Regions from separate parts of the Hordeum vulgare genome. Here region 1 is linked to region 2. A link is a contact called in public Hi-C data. All regions are on one chromosome and are shown on one strand. Each heading gives the region's core, a stretch centred on a gene start, on an enhancer-like site or on the middle of the called end of the contact. The rest is flanking DNA. Distances are from core to core; before and after follow the strand shown. Region 1 holds the start of LOC123448096 (type I inositol polyphosphate 5-phosphatase 10-like). Region 2 holds the start of LOC123448095 (cyclin-dependent kinase B1-1-like).

The links. A called contact is a pair of places that touch in the nucleus more often than the background predicts.
Region 1: a Hi-C map of seedling shows a contact between it and region 2, with 3 times the contacts expected there. The contact joins the promoter of LOC123448096 here to the promoter of LOC123448095 in region 2. A contact is called at or near these places in 4 of 6 Hi-C or Micro-C datasets (leaf and seedling) and 1 of 1 datasets of contacts at active chromatin or transcription factors (embryo).

The regions. Positions count from the first base shown.
Region 1 is chr4H:120,562,869-120,565,681 of MorexV3_pseudomolecules_assembly, forward strand. It overlaps LOC123448096 (type I inositol polyphosphate 5-phosphatase 10-like), which reads right to left and starts at 1,453. Exons shown (of 7, transcript XM_045124865.1): 1 at 1,263-1,453.
Region 2 is chr4H:120,055,906-120,058,605 of MorexV3_pseudomolecules_assembly, forward strand. It overlaps LOC123448095 (cyclin-dependent kinase B1-1-like), which reads right to left and starts at 1,305. Exons shown (of 7, transcript XM_045124864.1): 1 at 797-1,305; 2 at 85-146. The coding sequence starts at 1,156.

The sequences.
Region 1 (2,813 bases), core at 203-2,702, 510 kb after region 2:
CTTTGATGCAATCAATTCAATGGAATAGTAGAAGTTGACCTGAAGAAATTTAAAGCAGCTATTGGAAGTTCCAATTGGGGCGATGCTACTGCTGCTGCCACGGTGACGGCACAAAAACAAGAAGTTTCAGAAAACTTCAACAAACCAATGACAACGAAACGAAACAGCGGAAATTGAACTCCTCAAAACAATGTGAGATGGACATGACTACCCGTCGAAATCACATTTGATAGCACACTGAAGCAAGCATATCATATCGTACTAACCTGCATCCTAATTTCTCGCAAGTACTACTAAAGTTTTTGTAGCAAATAAAGTCAGATCATATAGTTGGAGTGGCAACCAGTATGAAGCCAAAAAGCCTAGCTACAGATGAAAATGTAATTTTTTGAGGCAACATATCGCCTTTTTCCGTCGAGAAAAGGGAAGTGTGTATGTATGTGTGCAATAGATCTTGTAAACTATGTTGGCAAGCTCAAGGCATGGAAGGTGATGGAGTTTGACCAGCCTTTTTCAAGCAAGTGGGAAAAGTTCCAAATTGAATAGACTAAGCAGCAGCTCAAGCCAAAGCTGTCATGAAACAGCATAGAGCTGTGTTAACAGCTCCTTGGAACCATCCAGCAAGTGGTAAGGTGAGGGGGCTCTAGGAACTGTAATAAACATAGAAATTGAAATTTCTGAGAAAAAAAATGTTTGATAGTATAGTGTACAACAGGAACAAACAAACGAAGTTGCACTTTTAAAATTCATAAGAAAGTGCGATATTTGGTAGTATAATTGTCTGTCCGATTACACGCCAAAACCAAGAAGGGGGGAAGGAGACCACACTGATTCCCCGAGGCAGCCGTTTTGGCCTTGGCAGCGTCCAAAGCAGAGGGTGGTCGATCGATGCCCCCAAGAAAACATAGAGTGAAGTAAAGTATTCATAGAAAAATGGGTGAATTGCAGCATGGTTTTGGGCATGCATGGAGGAAGAATTCAGAATGACAACCGCAGAATGTTGTGGGGCAAGATAGAAGCGGGATAGCATACCAAACTGATTACTGTACTCCCTAATGATCAAGTTAAATTACACCACGGGATAAGCCTGCCAACAGAAGAGAAGAAAAGAGGAGAGGCTAGCCATGGAGGAGGAGGAGGAAGAAAACCTTGGTGAATGGCGATGGCTGTGGTTCCATGGAATTGGAAAGGAAGCGCGCGGCGGGAACGATGCCAAATGGACGCGGCCTAATAATACTACTAGCAGGAGGAAACGTACGTACTATTTTTGCAACGCGGTGGCGGTCTGCGAAAGCACCGGCCGGCTGGCCGGCTGTGTGTCACCGGTGCGTCCTTCTCGTGGTTGCCTTTGCCTGAGGCTCCCGGCGCAGACGAGCGGTTGACGAGGAAGGGGAGGAAATGGAGAGGGAGTGGGGGGGACGTGGTTGGTTGGTCAGGTCACATGAGGTCAAACCCAAACGGAGCCGTGGGAGGGAGGAAGAAGGGGAGCAGCTCCTGTTACCCGCGCGTGCGTTGCCTTTTCCCCAGGTTCCTGGAGGAGGAGTAATTCTCTTCTCCGTTCCGTTCCACGGTAAAATGGCCAAATTTTACGTGTGGTCAGACACCAGATCTTGTTACTAGTACCAAAATTTCCTGGTGTAGCTATAGATGCATGTTCACAACATCAAGTCAAACATTCTCGGACCACTTTGACCTCTATTTTTTTGGAGGAATAGTCAAATCACATGACTGTTTTTAGACGTTCTTGGTTCAGAAAACTCCTATACTTTGATTTGTGTTCCATCTAGGATTCTAGGTCTTTTGGAACGCATGGAGTTTAGACCAAGCTTACATGGTTTGCAACATTTTCTCAATATAAGCAGTCTTGGTTGCGAAACAAAAAATCTCGCCAAACTGGAGTAGTATCATACTTCTACGTACTAGCAAGTTCTTTTTCATAGGCTAGAGGGACTGGTAACTATTTTTCATCTAGGCGGCACCAGCATTGAATCTGGCAGCACGTACTGCGTACCTAGTTGCATGTTGCTCGATGGACCACTTTGACTTCTTCTTTTAGACGGATGGATCATGGACTGCGTCTCGCGTTCCTACTACCAAAACGTGCAGCCGTGTCCGACCCGTCCCGGATAGATTGATCATGTATGTCACGATAACTCCAACCGCACGATCAAAACAAACGCATGTTTTTTCCATTTGGACCGCCTATCAGTTCATTTGTGTTGGCTTTTGTATTTGAATCAGTCGGTGCGCCAAACGAGAGACATGCATATTTTATACTCCCTCCGTTCCTAAATACAGTATAAGTCTTTAAGCGATTTCATTAGAGGACTACATATAAAGTAAAATAAGTGAATCTACACTCTATAGTATGTCTATATACATCCGTATATAGTTTCTAATAAAATCTCTAAAGGACTTATATTATGAAACGGAGGGAGTAGTACATGTTCACGTTAGCATTCGGTCGAATATCTGATGAGCGAGCAGCTCGCCCCACCCCCGTGAGCTCACCTCTGTACCGCCGCCCCGCCCCATTGCCCCGCAGCTTGCACCCATGCCCTACCCATTCCCTGACAACTCGCCTGTGCATTGTCGCCCCGCCCGCGCAGCTTGCCTCTGCGCCGTCACCCTACCCGCCCCGCACCTTGCCTTGTTGCCCGCCCGTGCCCCGCGCGCTCGTGCTCGCGCCGGCCCATGCCCCGCCAGCTTGCGCTCGCCCAGCCCCCGCGAGCTCGTCTCTACGTCGTCGCCCCGCCCCGCAGCTCGCCTCACCACCTTGTCGGCTCGCGCCCGCGCTTGACAGTGCCTCGGCA
Region 2 (2,700 bases), core at 55-2,554:
CAATCACAAATCACATCTGCAACAGTTGCAATGTTGTATGGGCTGATAAGTACAGCAACATAAATCAGAAAACAAAGGTCTAACCGATGAAGGACACCATGTCCATGGCAGTGTGCAATTCCTTTGCATAACTGATACAAAAAGCTCTACAAGAAAGTAAAGAAAGTTGTCTATTAGCCTGAAACAGACCTATCATAATTAAAATGGACTCCAACATCTGCTATCCAATGAAAATTAACAATAGCATCCTCAAAATAAAGGCATGAAAATGAATTGATCCCAAAGCTACCAACAAAGTTAAGCTCTGGATTTGGAGGGGGCCCTAATCTGTACTTGAGTGTATGCAAAATACAGAATGCCAGCAGCAGTCAACATTGAGTTTCGACCATTATACTAGCACTTCTTAGTTCCTAATTTAGTCGCCTGCAACTAGGCTAGAGTAGTAGAGTTTGCATATTTTTTTACGAATCCAAATCAACTACAAACGCGTACAACCATATGATGTTCTGATTCCACATTTCATCGGCATTTAAAAGGGTTCAATGTTTTCAATTTTTTTCAATTTGTTGTCAGGATTGGTCATGTCAATTACGAATTAAAATTTGCAGTGTAGTTCGCTCTGATTGCGTATCAATGTTCCGCCCCTTTGCGATGCAAAACTAAGAATTCAGAATGGACATATAAGAGGAAGTGCCCAAGTCCTCAGATCGACGGATAGGAGACTCGGCCGACATAGAATCGGCGCAAAGCCAAGTGAGCAGAGCAAAGCAGCCACAAAACGAAGTAAATCCGCTACCTTGACGACATGTGTTGGGAGTGGCTTAGGGGCGGGCCCACGGCGGTAGGCGTCGACGAACTTCTTGAGGTCAGTGTCAAGGAACTCGAAGACGAGGTAGAGGACGGGCTTCCCTCCACCGCCGGCGCCGCCGCCCTTGGTAGTCTGCTCGACGGCGAGGAGGCGGACGACGTAGAGGGAGCTGGAGAGGAGGCGGAGGAGGGAGATCTCACGGAGCGCGGTGGGCGGGATCCCTTCGTCGTCCATCTCCAGGCGGGTCTTCTTGAGCGCCACCACCTGGCCCGTCGCCTTGTCCATCGCCTTATACACCTTGCCGTAGGTGCCCTCCCCGACCTTCTCCAGCTTCTCGTACTTCTCCATGGCGCTTCCGACGGTCCGAGTTCGGCGTCGTCCTCTCTCGATGCGGCCTGTGCGATGGGGGGCGGAGGGAGGAGGCGCAAACCCTAGGTGGATCTGGAAGTTTTGAAATGGGATGAGAGGGAAAAGGATGGAAAGAAATGGGTCAAGCGACTGTGCGTGGCAGGTGGCACACTGAACGAAAGTGACGAGTTGAAGATGGGCTGGGCCGCCGGGTGTTTCCCCAGAGCTGGCCAGACGGGCCCGCCCGGGCACAGTCCATGCTAATCGTGTCGTGTATAACACGGTCCATCAAGATTCGATTGATAAACATGTCATGTCACGTTGGCACACGTGTTATACATTCAAGCCCAAACGCGACTCTTTTGCTAACCGGGTCGGGCAATTGACATGTTAGACACGTAAGACCACGTGTTTTTTGGTCGGATGGCCTTTTTTTTTTAATGAAAACTGGACTTTCTTTCTCAAATAATGGTAAGATCATGTACAATAAAGGGGGAAATAAAATTCGGGATTGAGCTATACGTTTGCTTCTTGAAAAGAATGGATCACCTCAAACTTAGATAGTTCTCCTCCAAGAGTTTTACATTCACATATGACAGTTGCTTTCGGTCCAAAGCACTCCTTCTGATTGATTGCTTCAACATCATTTGAGCAGTCAGATTCAAACATCATTATACTACATCCCATATTAGCAGCCAAATAGAAGTTGTTTTGGATCGCCACCATTTCAACTATTTCAGCACTCCCATATTGGTCAGGTGGCTTGATTTTGTGTCATTTGTGACAATTTGTTGTTTTTAGGCTATATATGTATAAGAAATAAAAGCATGCATGTCGTGCCAGCCCATCCTCTAGGTCAGGCACGACACGCTAGTGGTTGTGCCTGCGTGCTAATGGGTTGGCCTAGTTGTCACGACACGGATGGCCAGGTATGCCCGCTAGGTGAGATGCTCGTTTCAACGAAATGGTGGCTGCGGTTCGAGACTGCATCATGGCGACATCTCACGGCAGTGTGTCCGTACCATAGTCAGATAGATGACCAATGAGTAGAACTGAGAAGAAAGATAAGATGTTCAGGTACGAGATAATGTGGGAGTCTCAAGAAAATTTATGACATTCATCAACAAGGCATGGAGCTCAACATAATCTCTTCTCCTCCTCTTGAGGCCTACATAAAGACAATGCAATCATCCACAAATAATAAATGGGAAATCCATGAAGTAACCCTTGTGGATGCAACATATCATGTTGCAGGTTACCATGTCGAAGGGAAGTTACGAAGTGGAGTTATGACGTTATACTCAATCTTGCATGTGAGTCGATGCACGCCACAAGACTAGAATATTATTCCACTACATGATTATATTGTAAGCTAGCCATGAGCTAAGAATGTTTGTATCGTAAAGCACTCGACTTCGATGTAAATACTACGACATGTCTGAGGGGTGCCAGGAAAATATGTCCCAATTGTCCTAAAGGAAGGTGTGCAATGCTTCATCCACCATTGGGTCCAGCTGTGTATCGATGGACGTCGTTTTATTGTC